Linked DNA regions of Mus musculus: all the other regions are linked to region 1. A link is a contact called in public Hi-C and HiCAR-type data. All regions are on one chromosome and are shown on one strand. Each heading gives the region's core, a stretch centred on a gene start, on an enhancer-like site or on the middle of the called end of the contact. The rest is flanking DNA. Distances are from core to core; before and after follow the strand shown.

Region 1 (4,629 bases), core at 314-2,813:
GGCCAACTTGTGGAAGTTATCTCTTTTCATTATGTGGGTTAGGGGAATCCAACTTAGGACATCTGTCTTGGTACTAAGTGCCTTTGTCTGCTGAGCAAGATCCTATGGTTGCTGCACCTTAATAACTACTGAAGACTCTTTAATAAAGTTTTTGTCTACTTGTGAATGGGGTTTCATTGAGCTCTTCTATCCTAGGGAAGGGAGGAAGAGAGGGAGGGAGGGAGGGAGGGAGAGAGAGAGAGAGAGAGAGAGAGAGAGAGAGAGAGAGAGAGAGAGAGAGAGAGAGAGAGAGAGACTTAGTCCACACGTAATTAACTACAAGGATGTAGAAGTGACAGATGAGCAATTTGCCTTCCTTGGAGGCTCTGCAGCTTGAGAAGACAGACAGAAACTGGAGTCCCCTCCTCGGTGTGGTAACTACCTTTCCATTGTTGTGACCTAATATCCCACGGAAGGAAGTTAAGGAAGGGGGAGTTTATTTGGCTGGTGTTTTTGGGTTTTACAGACCATCATAGCAGGGAAGACATGACAGCCAAGTTATGAAGCCTTTGATGACTACGTTACATATGCAGCCAGGAATCAGAGAGAAATGAACCCTCTCACACTATCTTCTATGTGTTCTGTGCCATCACTCCTTAGGGGACCAGAGGGTCCTTTACAGTCCCATCCCGAGTCACCCTCACTGCTGTAAAAGTCCATAATCTAATCTACCCTTAGGGGATTAAAGTGATTTAGGAAAGCAACCTGGGCCACCAGCTTGGGACCCAGGATGGGGCCTTCCCACTTACTCATTATTAAGACTGATAGACTAATAATTCTATACCACGTGGGCAAGCATTTCCTACGAGCCATTCCTATATCTTGTTCCTCAATACCCCCAAGTTTGTAGTCTATGGCACAGAGAGCATGGATTGAGGTGTTTTGTCTTGTTTTGTTTAGATTATTTTATGTATGCGAGTACACTGTTCCTCTCTTCGGACACCCCAGAAGAGGGCATCAGATCCCATTACAGATGGTTGTGTGTCACCGTGTGGTTGCTGGGAATTGAACTCAGGACCTTTGGAAGAGCAGTCAGTGCTCTTAACCGCTGAACCACATCTTCAACCCAGAGAGTGAGTTTTGACAGCTGGACAGTGTGTGGTTGTAAAACATAGTTCATTTTCCTGGGTTTGGGATAGCCTTGAGAAACAAAAAGGGTAAGCCTGTGGTCACCGAGCACTCTGTAGTTCTGGATAGAGGGTCTCATTCCTGAATCACCCTCTGTGCTGTGAAAGTTCCTAATTCCATAATGGAGGAGTTGCAGAGGTCATGGAGAGATCCCGTCCTTAATATGACTCAAAGCTTCATTATGCCAAGGAATGCTCTCTCTCAGGGCAGTGTTCTATAACGAGGTCAGCACATTTCGCCACAAAGCCCAGATCCTGGAAATATCTGAGTAATACCAGTATCATGTCTTCACGGGGGTGACATAGTCTCCTATCCGACCCCTAGGAGTGCAGACCGCCTGATCTCAAGCGCTTTGTCTCCTCCGGGTGCTTTTCTCGGTTAACTACCCAGTCATCTCCTTCTGCAGCCAAGAACAATCTTGGTCTGCATCTTTGCTTTCCAGTCAGGAAGGGTGGTGCAGCTCAGTCCTGTCTGACACATGCTGCTGATTCACTATGGCTCTAGGGAAATCCCTCCTTGCTATTTTATTAGAATATGAATCTGGTAGCAGGGGTCAGATTTCAGTTCGGTTTGTAAAAGCACAGTGGAAACACTCATGTGGTTAAGCCTGAGGGTGGATAGATATGTATTTCTTTCATGTGTTTTGTTTAGGGACAGTGTCTCGCATGGAGTCCAGGCTGGCCTCAACCTCATAATCCTCCTGCCTCAGCTTCCCAAGTGTTCTCTTTTGTCTCTCTTTTATTATGCTATGAGACTAAGAACTATCAAGGACACCTTGTTCTCAAAGGCCCAAGCATGAAGAATTTATGAAATTGGAAGCCAGTTTGCAAGTAAGGATATATTGAGGCCTTGGTTGAGCTGTTTTTTTTTTAAAGGAATTTTTAAATTAAAATGTCAAATACCAACTGATTATTTAATTGTGGTATTTTGTTCATATATGTCACTATATTTGTATTGAACCATCTCTCCCACTGTCCCCTTTCCTCTCTGACTCTGTCCTTGTTGTTCTCAGCCTGAAGAGTCAGGCATAAACTCAGAAGGGGATAAAAGATAGAGTCACATCCAGGTCTCTGGTCAACAGGGGCAGGCTGTGTGAGGCCATTCTGGATTCACTGTCACTCGGAGGGATCCCCTCCTCAGAACATACTCATAGAGTGAGAGAGATAATTTGACAGACCCTGTGGTAAGATTGCTATGGTGGGAAATGCTCAATGCTTGGTCTCCAACTGCTGGTGCCATCTGAGTTTGTGCAGAGGTGAAGCTTTGCTGAAGGAAGTGGACCACTGGGAACAGAACTGGGATTCTGTAGTCTGGCCCCACCAGCTCCTATGCTCTCTGCTTCCTGACTACAACACAATGTGACCAGCTGCCCCTCACTCCTGCTGCCAGGGCCTCCCACCATGAAGGCTTTATCCCCTCAACCGATGGTCTATAATTCACTCTCTGTCCCTCAGTAGCATCTTGTTGGCTATACTGTCTTAGCAGCAAAGAAAATGATACTGCAGTTGTGATAGCGCATCCATTAGAGAGTCGGAGGCACAAGAATTGGGGTTTGGGGCTCTGGCAATGGGATCCTGCTGCTACACATAATGAGAATGAGGATGGCCGCCAACTGGCCCATTCACCCAACAAGTGTGCGACACCTTGAAGGTTCTGGGGCAGGAGATCGAGGTTAACCAATAAAGGGAGTGTCTGCTCCCAAGGGTTTGCTCCATAGTCCAGCAGGGAGCTCTGGGAAATCATAGAATTGCTAAGAAAAGACAAACAAGGGCTAGACAATGCAGCATCCTGGAAGAGCCAAGGGGGCTTCCTGGAAGCCTAGATGTCTACGTATCCCATAGGAAGGATTTAGTCAGAGAAGGGGTTGATGTAAGAGTGGTGTGGGCTCTGGATAGCTAACTACAGAGGACCAAGCTAAGGCTGCTCAGCACAAGTTGCAGGAGAAGCCGAGCAAGGGCAAGGTCAGGTCTTGCAGAGCCCTGACAGTGCATTCTAATGGAAGCAGAGTTTTCATTAGAGAGAAATGAGAGCTACTGAGGCCGCCTGAAAATGGCTGGATTCTTAATTAGACCTGGAGCTAGGTGATCTTACACCAGTCACTTGTTTTGGGAAGGTGACTGTGATGGCTATTCTTGGTTGTCAACTTGACAACCTCTGGAATGAACTAGAACCCCCCAATGGAGGGACACACCTGTGAGGGATTTTTGCTTAATTTGAAGTGGGAAGATCTACTTCTAATTGGATCTTTGAGGAAGGCAGACACCTCTACAATGGGCCATGGGTTTCCCTGGAAGCCTTTATAAGGACTCAGAAGAGGGAAGCTTTTGCTTTGTGCTTGCTTGCTGACTACTTGCTAGCAGGCCCATTTTTTGGCTATCACTAGAGCCTACTTCCACATGCTGGTGTATACTGAAGACCAGCTGAGACTCCAGCCTCATGGACTGAGCATGGACTACTAGATTCTTGGACTTTTAGTTCAGAGGCAGCCATAGTCAAACTGGCTGGACCATAGCCTATAAATCATTCTAATAAATTCCCTTTCTATACAGAGAGATTCATTGTATAAATTCTGTTACTCTAGAGAATCCTGACTGATACAGTGACCACGGAAATAAGTAGTGTTTGTGTGTGTGTGTGTGTGTGTGTGTGTGTGTGTGTGTCAGTGTCTGTGTGAGTGTGTGTGAACTTGGACAACTGTCTATACCTTCATCATCACAATGAAGGCAAAGATGCATGTACCCACCACCTCTGAGAACTCCCCCACGTTTCTGTTTGTTGTTATGAAAACACATAACACGGGATTCACCTCTCTCCACGTCTTTAACTACACCATACAGCATTACCTTTGAGTACGCATATTTAATAGTAAATCTCCAGAACGTCCTCCTTCTGCACAACGCAGACTTTCTCTCTGTTGAGCAGCATCTCCCCATTTCTCCTTCCTGAAGCTCTCAGCAAACACCACTCAACTCTGCATCCATGGATTGCCCTGGTCAGATTCCTTCTGTACGTGCAACATTTAGTCTTCCGCAACTGGCTTAATTTCAGTTAGCATCACACCCCCTCGGGTTCATCCACGTGTCAGAAATGGCACCATTACATTCTTTCCCAGGGCTTAATAGTATTCTGCCACTGCAAGAGTCACTCTTGGACACCACAGCACACGGGACAAAGAAGCAGGATTCCTTGTGTCAGCTCAGGGAGATGGAAGGAGGATTTGGTGGGGATGAGAGAATGGGGAGATAGACACATTAGCTCGAGTCCAGTTGGCTTGGAAGTTGTACTATTCTTTCATATGGAACTGTGCCTGAGATAATCAGCTAACACTTGAGGATGCTTTGCGCTGGGATAGATTGGTCCAGCTGCTCCTGAGCCTGTGCAGAGGATGTGGTGGAGTCAAGCCACTTACCTGATAAGGGTAGAAGGGAAGGGAGGGGGCTAGGGCCCTTTTGAGGAATGTCC
Region 2 (4,742 bases), core at 2,002-4,501, 300 kb after region 1:
CCACTTCTAGTGTGGTGAGTGCAGGCTCCAGGGACCTTTCTGCTGAATTTCCCGTTGCTCTTTGCCCTTTGCCAGCTCTTGCTCATACATGGTAACTCTTAATTTTGCTTAAGATGATGGACTCCGCATTTCTGCCTCCAGGCTTCCTAGTGAATTTAATATACAAAGGGAACCGTGCCTTCTTCAGTCTGCCAGATGACACTTGAATACAACTACTCTGGTACTTTTCAGGTCCCAGTTCTGTCCTGGCCTCATGTCGGTGGTACAGCTTCAGTTCCCATGGGGTGGGGGTGGGGGCGGGCATGCACACACAGCTCTCATCTTGAGTGCTCAAAGCCCTTACCAGCACAGCAGCATTATCTTACATGTATGTTTAGCCACTGGAGGGAAGTGATGAGTAAGAGATTCCACACCACACCTTGGCAAAACTAAATTCTACCTGAATTGTTAGACTACAATTACACCTTTATGATATAAGCCCAGAAATGTCTAAGTTATAAATACATTTCACCTTTCACTCGACAAAAGCATGAGAAAGGATATTTTCCCTATTATACAGTCTTTCCAGTTACCTAAAGTCCTCCCCGACCCAATAAAGAAGCATGTGTAGCAACAGGCCTAGAATCAAGAGACCGTGGCACTCTAGACTGAGATGCAATGCAACGGAGCAGAAAGCCAAGTGAAGAGGGTAGCCTTAGTATGCCACACCGGCATTTCCTGTGTGGAACCAAATAACCAGGAGTAAGAGTAGGTGATAAAGATGCAGATAAAAGCATATTGGTAGTCGTGTGCTCCTTGGTAGCACCGTATGCCGGGGGACCCCTGTAGCAGCTCTAGACGTTCTGCCAGTTACGCCAGTCATCAACTGCCATTCAACAGAGAACACGGATGACATTTTACGTTGTTCGCTCTCAGGGCCCACATTCTGCATCTGGAAGGTCTTCAAAGCAAGCTCTCATCTGGACTAGCGTGATAGAAATATGCACTAACTCAGTTCTCTTCTTGCCTAAGAATTTAACCCTTTCTTCTCCTGAAGCCCCTGATATACTTTAATGGAGACTGTTAATATTAAAGGGGGAGGAAACAGGCATCAGTATTTTCTTTTGCTAGCTAGAGTTTGACACCTAGGTCATGAGCTAAGTCCGTGTGTCTGTACATCGAAGCCATGCAGTGTCAGGGCAGCTATGAGACCACTAATGTTTATGAGCCCCGAGTAAGCCCGGGGTCTCTTCTGAGCGTCACATGCTCTCTGTGACTCAGAAGGAGACTAAGGCTCAGAGCTGTCAGATGACATGCTCACGCTGCATGGCTGAGCTGCAAGCTAAGCCTGCTATTCCTGCCTGAGTCTGTGATTTCAATCATGATGCTTTAGTGAGTTGGAAGTACCCCCAAGAGACTGCTAAGCCTATATTTAGCTTTAGCTGATTTATATCTTTGTTTTTTGTTTTCTACTATAAAGTGAGTTCTGGAGAAGTTCACATAACAGAATCTTGCACCAGGATAGAAAAGACAGCTTTCACTACTGCTTGCTACATAAGTCTATAATTTCTTGTCATTTCTCCTATCTCTTTCCCTGTGTGATTGGAAAGTTCCATCCATCAAAAACCAAATGGGCACATAATTTCAAGAGCAAAGTTATTTTTAAAAACCTATCAAACACTTGCCCCAAGCCTGCCTATATTTAATATGTAAAATGATGCATTTTAATGTTTACTGTTAACAATAGGTAGACCCTTCCAAAAAAAAAAAAAAAAAACAACCAAACAAACAAACAAACAAACAAAAACCCTAGCATTTCAGAAGGTCTGGAACTGCTGTTGAGTAGACATTTATTGATGAAACAATGAATCCTTTATGTTTAAGAAAAGCCTTTTATTGACTTCAGAATCTAGAGAGCAAGATATCCTGATAAAAGTATTTACTATTATGAACTATAAAAGTCATGAAAGGTGACCACCGAATGCTCTGCAGACCGTTTCCTTAGAGCTCCATTTGAGCAGATTTTTTATATCCCACCTGGGTTGGATGAGCTCTCTGCCTACCTGCTTAAGTATCAACTAAAGAGAGATACTTCCTTCATGAGCTGAATAGCACATGGTGGCAGAGTGCCAGCAGAGAGCAATCAACACAGGCACACTAATCCAGGAGTTAGCCACAGGAAGAGGCTCTTTACATTCTACCCAGACTTTAAAATTAGCGGTAATGTTTACAAGTAAGTTAGGACAAAAAGCTGAACTATCCAAACAGACAGTAACAAAGTTAAGATGACTTTTTGTAAAAGGACTGAAACTGGTTATGTGATCAACTTTCTTTTCTCAACATAAGCCTAATCTATTGTTTTCCAAACTTGGCCATTGTTTTTCTTCTACACGTATATTAATATACAGATGTGGTGTTTTGGATTTGTGATTCCAATATAAAAACAGTGATGAGAATACTTTAGACTTAATTTGACCTATTGTCCTTTTTTAAGTATAAAGTATTAAGTATAAAGTATCCAAAATTATTAAATTCTCTATGGCTAAGATAGTGCAATAATCTAAAGTATGAAGAATCAATTCATGGTCTCTGCTGCTTCCACACCACAGGTTATGATTCAATCCAGTCAGAGACATGGGCTTGACACTGTCTTGGCTAATAGACACAGTTTACATTCTACCGTTAAACTTCTGTTTTGGCTTCTTGTTTTTTAAGAGGCAATGCTTCCCTTGTCTTAGTAAACATCTGACTTAAACCTGGGCAATGTTGCAATGATTTGTTGAGTAAATTGGCATATGAGGAAGAAGAGGGGAGATTAAAGATAAAATTAATTTGTAAGTGTCTTGCCTACAAGTAGGTATACCATAGTATACCTGATACCTGTGGAGGTCAAAAAGGGTGTATGGATTCCCTGGAACTGTAGTTACAGACAATTATAAGCCATCACGTGGGTGCTGGAAACTGAATCCCAGTTTTCTGGAAAAACAACTAAGTACTCTTCATGGCTGAGCAACCATTCTAGCTCCAAAACTTCCTTTCTTAAGCAGCTCAAGGCTTCTTATTCTTAAATTGCTCGAGTTAAATTTCCCTGTGAGCCTAAGCCTAACCATAGTCCCACTGGAAAAATGACCAAAGCCTTTGCCATTCCTTACACCATGCCAAATCTTTCTCAATTAGATGTAGATTAAAAGAATGAGCTCAGAGGAGGAGAAGCTCACAGTCACATCCAGAGGGTCAAGTCACTTACTCTGAAAGGTTACTCATCTGAACCAGCTGCCACGTTTCCCAGTGGGTGATGAAGTAATGCAAGGGGAAAAAAAGGTCATCAGTCCCAACGAACCAGTCTGATGCTGGCAGAGCTTAACGTAACTAGGTTTTGCGGGGCTGGAGAGATGGCTCAGTGGGTAAGAGCACCTGGCTGCTCTTCCAAAGGTCCGAAGTTCAAATCCCAGCAACCACATGGTGGCTCACAACCACCATGAGATCTGATGCCCTCTTCAGGTGCATCTGAAGACAGCTACAGTGTACTTACATATAGTAAATAAATAAATTAATTAAAAAAAACCAAACAAACTAGGTTTTGCTGCTACAACAGAACAAAAGGGTAGGAAGACGTGTCCCATCCTGAATGCTGGTCAACATAAAAAATATTTGGTCAAATAGGGCCCACAGAAATACTTACTGAAAAACAAAACAAAAAAATCCCACAAACACATCCCCCCACCAAAAAAAACCCCCAATGATCCAAAGACAGAGAAGCATTCAGATTCAGAGACTGCTCTATATACCTAGTTATAGTTATATAACTGTTAGAGTGGATCACACCCCTGGGCAGGAAGCATTTAATTACTTCTTTCCTACCAAAAACAGGCATATGTCAACCAAGGTGGGGATGTGTGCTGCTTCTACTCTAGTCAGATACACTGGAACTGAATAGTGTGGCATCTCGTACACAGTAGCTCCGACAGGATGTCTGTGCCACTCACAGGTTTGTGGGAATTAAGACAAGTACTTAAGAGTAGAAATGAGTTTTCACTAAGTGAAATTTATGGGTGTTTTTTAAAAATCATTTCAATGAAAGAAAATCTTGTACATGATGTATGGGTATGTCAATGCCTCTAAAAATAAAAAAAAAATGGGCTTGTTTTATTTCAAATGAAAGAAACAGTATGGAAAAGGTTATTGTATTAGGATTCTCTAGAGGAACTTAGAATGAATATATATACATGTGTATATATGTATGTATGTATGTATGTATGTATGTATGAATGGTTTACAGGCTGTGTGGTTCAGCGTGTCCAACAATGGATGTCTACCAATGGAAGGTCCAAGAATCCAGTAGTTGCTTAGTCCATGAGGCTGGAGTCTCAGATGGTCTTTAGTCTATGTTGGAATCTCAAAGGACTTGCAAGGGAGAGCAAGAGCAAGCAGGCAAACAGAGAGCAGGCTTCTTTCTTCATGTCCTTACATAGGCTGCCAGCAGCATGGCCCAGATTAAAGGCAGATCTTCCTAACTCCACATGAGATCTGGACCAACAGTGGGCCTTCCCACTTCAAATGATTAAGAAAAAAGAATCCCTCATAGGTGCACCCAGCCACTTGAGTTTTAGTTAATTCCAGATGCAATCAAGTTGCCACCAAGAATAGCCATCCAAGTTGTTAAATAACGAAAGGCCAGCAGTCAGGGTAATGACCAAACTTCATTGCTTAATATTTCACAAGATCATTTTTATTGATTATCAAAAAGCAACTGATTATTTTAA
Region 3 (4,529 bases), core at 1,270-3,769, 460 kb after region 1:
GGACTTTTAGGTACTCTTCAAATGACCCAGAGTTTCAAACAGATGTTTGGGGAAAATGCATACCTGCTGCTCTTCCATTAGCCAATTACTCTGTTGCAACTGTCACAGGCCCTCTTTCTGCAATAATTATGAAGAATTATGTCCCATCTGGCAGCTCAAATGTTTAGCTCAATTTGAAGGAAATTTAGTTGTAATTATAGGGGCAGTGTTTCTGTTAAGTCTTGAAAAGGAGCCTCTCCCCACTGCAAAAGCTTTGCTGGAAAGGTACAGCACATATTGGGGAGGGGGGAGTCTCATAGAAGCACTAAGTGCATACTGTGCACACACACACACACACACACACACACACACACACACTCCTGGAGAGTGTAAAAAAAGTACATTCTCAGGAATACAATGAACCATAATATAACAAAGTACTAAAACCTAAAATCTATTACATTTAAATGTAAGCCTATGGATTCTTGCTGGCTTATGGAATTTCAAAAAATATTTTGTATTCTTAGAGTCCCTTTGTAAATTTTAAACCATTAATTTGTATATCTCTAGAGACATGATTTTAATATTTTTTCCAGTGTAATTATGAAATTGTAAAAGTTTATTTTTGTTTAAATTTAACCTTTCTTAACACAAGTGAAAAAAAAACCAAGTTGAAATTGAAGACAAAGAGAAATAATCACTTACTAAGACTGTGGGAGTTTTGATTCTATTTTAATTATTTACTAAAAAACAGTCTCTGTCTGTATGTGTGTAGTCTGTATGAGTTTATGTGTACCACATGGTTGCAGTTGCCTGCAAAGTTCAGAAGAGGGCATCAGACCCACCCCTGAAACTAGAGTTACAGGTGGTTGTGAGATGTCTAATGTGGATGCAAGGAAATGAACTCAGGTCCTCTGCAAGAGCAGTAAGTACTCTTAACTTCTGAGCCATCTTTCAGGCTCCTTGTCTTTTTTTCTTTTTTTGAAGTCAAATAGTGAATTGTTATTTTGTTTACTAACCTTGAAATATACACTTGGATTTCCACTATGTATGGTAGATAAAATTACTTCGATAGATGGGCAAGTTTTATTCTTGGGACCTGGGAAAGGTTTAGCCTCTCCGCGCACCCACTCAGAACTCCAAAGCAGCGTAAGTGCTGGGGAGCAAGCATGCAGCCCAGGTGTCAGTTTCCTCCTTCCGAGAGCCAGCCCAGCAGATGGAACAAAAGAGTTTATTTCTGGAAGATATGAAGACATTTTGTACTTGTAAATATTTTCTTACCCCATATTTTTAAAATTATCTAATTAGCATGGGTCACATTGACTTGTATTTTATAAACCAACTCTGCATTTCATTTTAGACCAAGGTTCATTCATTTTTTTTTTTTAGCCATCTCCCAATGTGATATTATATTTACAATAAAGAACATCTGGATATTTGCAGTTGGAGAAGTCTTCGTGCTTTTAAAATATGACATTGAACAAATAGTTCTCCATCAACGGCTAAACAGCAATCAGCCATGTCTCGGATATTTGGGTGGATTTGGTTTTGTTATTAAAAACATTTGTTTTTGTATCACTTAAAACATCTTAATATGGTATGTAGGTATGTAGGTGGTGAAAAAGCAGGTTATGCTACAAGGAAAAACTCTGAAATTTTGTAATAATTAGGGTAATAAGTCTAAATGAAGAATAATGGCTGGGTTTCCTTCGGTCTGGCCTTGATTCTTTCCAAGTGAGAGCACGGTGGTGCAACACTGCCCCCTACTGTATGTCTTTGCCCTGCCCTTTGAAGGAATCTCAAAAGAAAAAAATTGGAAGAAATCAACAGCTTGGGACAAACCTATCTTCTTACATTTGGTATTTTAAAAAGGTGTTGTAGAGAGTACTCAGCACAGACACTCAGAGGATTAGTAGACTCCTCGCTTCTGTGGTGCCGTTTACTTTCTTACGGGGCGTTGCTGAGGTAACAGATGACACGTTTTTGTTTTTCCCCTGATGGATGGTAGTGGAGGTTTGTGAATGTGCTTCTGTTTCAGTTAGCGCTTGTCTCAAGGAATGGTGCATCTTTGAAAAAAAACGCACAGGATCTCTTTGAGGCTGGAAAGAATAGGGCTTTTGTCCATTTTCATGATAGCTTCAGTATTTTTAATAACAGGACCAAACCTTGAGGTAAAATGTATCAATTTAACCAATCACATCTTGGAGCTCATCCAGGCTTAACTGTCTATAAACAACTTTGTCTTATTTTGTGTAATAGAACCCTTAAATTCATGTGCAAGAGTCTTTGGCACGGATAACATTTAAACTTTTTCATTTTGATGAAAAGTTGAATTCCTTCTTTTCCCTTTCTAAGGGTATTACTTTAACAACATTATTTTGATGACATGTCCTTTGCAAATGCATACTTTCGGACATTAAAAAACAAATCGAAAGCCACTTATCATATGAATCATTGTTAAAGTCAGCTGTAATCCGCTGTGTAAAATCTCCCTGTAAAGGCACACAGGCTAGGGGCTTAAACCTGGAGCACATTAAATTAGTTCCAGTCTCTGGCGAACTGGCTTTGCCTGCCTTGCTTAGGCAGGCAAACCGGAAACAGGCAGTTTATAACAAGAAGTCTGCCTCAGAAACCATGGGGTCTATTGGAGAAAGATTTATAGCCCCACTTATATAAACATTACAAATGTGGACTCCGAGTAGGAGGGGAACCGTTATCGAAATCTCCCGAAGAGCTTTTTCATTGTGAGTAAAATGGACAGCGTGCACTGTTGTTTGAAGACCCGCCAGCGTTTCCACAGCCGTCCTCTCCACTGCTCTGCCTGATTAAAATGGAGCATTGTGAAGACTAACCAGACCACCTACTTCTAATTTGTTTTCACAGTAAGACTGCATTGGCATCAAACCTGGAGCCAAAGAGACTCTGTGCCAAAGGAGAAAATTATCATTTTGGAGTTAAAGAAAAAGGAATATAATTACATGAAATCTAGGGGTAATGGAGTCTGGACTTCAGTTTATACCACTGCCTGAGTTTAAGTGATTTTTACATATAAACTCTTTCCTAGATATCGTGTTGTCTTTGAGATTGTAATAGAACCCAGATGAGGCTTGAAATATTTGGTCCCATAAAATGAGGAAGGCTGAAAGGAGAGATTAACATTTGAGATTAGAAAAGCTATTTATTTGATACTTCACATATGGCGAGCTGAGGTCTATGGGCTGCACGTCTGTGTTCTTCTCATTTAGCTTTATCTCATTTGTAATGTCTTGAAACTTTCCACATAAATACACTTTCTTTTGCCCAAATATCTCTAACAGGGCACTAAAATCAAATTCTCTCTTTTCTTTTGGGCTTGTTAATAGTAGCTACTGTCTTGTGGGTCCAATCCAGGTGGTGCTGAGTCCACTCTCCTTAGGATCTCTGCAGCATTCCTGGAAGATAGCGAGCACATCTGTTTTTAGCATTTTTAACTCAGTCCAAACATAAGGTTATTTGGAAAGCACCTTTAAAATAGGGGCTGCTGTAAGAAGGAACACAATGAAAGGTTGTGACTGATAAAACATGAAGCCAGGATCCTCAAGAAGAGAGTGGAGTTGAATGTCGTATGCAGCACACCCATAGAAAGGTCCCCATGTTTTCTTTGTCCATCAGGTCTGTTTTCTTTGATAGCAAGAAAAGCCACTCCTCTAATTTCAGCTGGTGAGCAGAAATGAAAAATCTGATCATGTGTCACATCAGAGAACAGGTGGACTCAAAGGGAGGTTCTGAGCAGTATCACACGACTAATACTAGTGATAATTTTACTGGGTATTATTTTAAATTTTTAAAATTATTTTTATTATAACATTCTCATTATTTTTGAGAATTTCATATACCTGTGCAGTATATTTTGATCATATTATGGACCTCATGTATCAAGGCTTACATATGCTATGTACCAGACTTAGTGTCTTATGTATATATGTCTTTACTGTGCAGCAACTCCAGTTTTGAAATGAAGAAGCTGAGATTCTGAGTTTGGGACGCGCTCAGCCACTGTGAGTGGCAGTGACTGCTGTGACCAGCTCTTCTGGCTCCCAAGCCTATGCTCGTTACCTGCTTAAGCACCACACAATCCATGTTGAGCTCTTCACCTTAAAAGCCATTTGGAATCTTGTAAAGCACAACCTGTAATCCCATGAGTGTCTAACCTGCTCCATTCCACCCCATGAGTGTCTAACCTGCTCCATTGTATCCCATGAGTGTCTAACCTGCTCCATTGCACCCCATGAGTGTCTAACCTGCTCCACTGCATCCCATGAGTGTCTAACCTGCTCCATTGCACCCCATGAGTGTCTACCCTGCTCCATTGCATCCCATGAGTGTCTACCCTGCTCCATTGTATCCCATGAGTATCTACCTTGCTCCATTGCATCCCATGAGTGTCTACCCTGCTCCATTGCATCCCATGAGTGTCTACCCTGCTCCATTGCATCCCATGAGTGTCTAACCTGCTCCAGTGAGGTCCATGGACTTCTCCTCAGCAGCTCTCTCTGCACCCAGAGCCTCTG

What was found. Hi-C and Micro-C count contacts between places; a contact is called where the count stands out from the background. HiCAR-type assays count read pairs that join an accessible place to other places.
Region 2: a HiCAR-type map of fibro-adipogenic progenitors shows a contact between it and region 1, with 3 times the contacts expected there. The contact joins two enhancer-like sites. A contact is called at or near these places in 1 of 15 datasets of contacts at CTCF or cohesin (the NIH/3T3 cell line), 10 of 484 Hi-C or Micro-C datasets (all in embryonic stem cells) and 2 of 115 datasets of contacts at active chromatin or transcription factors (the NIH/3T3 cell line and fibro-adipogenic progenitors).
Region 3: a Hi-C map of embryonic fibroblasts shows a contact between it and region 1, with 5 times the contacts expected there. The contact joins two enhancer-like sites. A contact is called at or near these places in 1 of 39 promoter capture datasets (embryonic stem cells), 3 of 15 datasets of contacts at CTCF or cohesin (embryonic stem cells, large pre-B cells and pro-B cells), 18 of 484 Hi-C or Micro-C datasets (the 3T3-L1 cell line, the G1E-ER4 cell line, the HL-1 cell line and 6 more), 1 of 115 datasets of contacts at active chromatin or transcription factors (fibro-adipogenic progenitors) and 2 of 9 other capture datasets (embryonic tail and embryonic trunk).

Annotation. Positions count from the first base shown.
Region 1 is chr5:74,894,230-74,898,858 of GRCm38.p6, reverse strand. No RefSeq gene overlaps it. Among named protein-coding and RNA genes, the nearest start is that of Gm52779, 48 kb to the left of the region's middle. Within about 2 kb of position 1,563, at least 71 of the 459 cell types and tissues checked have an H3K27ac peak or open chromatin away from gene starts, as enhancers often do. A contact at or near this core is called in embryonic fibroblasts and fibro-adipogenic progenitors, where this site is marked.
Region 2 is chr5:74,598,735-74,603,476 of GRCm38.p6, reverse strand. The region is part of intron 9 of Lnx1 (ligand of numb-protein X 1); the gene reads left to right. Fip1l1 (FIP1 like 1 (S. cerevisiae)) reads right to left here. Exons shown (of 18, transcript NM_001159573.2): 18 at 4,687-4,742. Among named protein-coding and RNA genes, the nearest start is that of Gm32304, 47 kb to the left of the region's middle. Within about 2 kb of position 3,251, at least 2 of the 459 cell types and tissues checked have an H3K27ac peak or open chromatin away from gene starts, as enhancers often do. A contact at or near this core is called in fibro-adipogenic progenitors, where this site is marked.
Region 3 is chr5:74,431,196-74,435,724 of GRCm38.p6, reverse strand. The region is part of intron 4 of Scfd2 (Sec1 family domain containing 2); the gene reads left to right. Among named protein-coding and RNA genes, the nearest start is that of Scfd2, 98 kb to the left of the region's middle. Within about 2 kb of position 2,519, at least 60 of the 459 cell types and tissues checked have an H3K27ac peak or open chromatin away from gene starts, as enhancers often do. A contact at or near this core is called in embryonic fibroblasts, where this site is marked.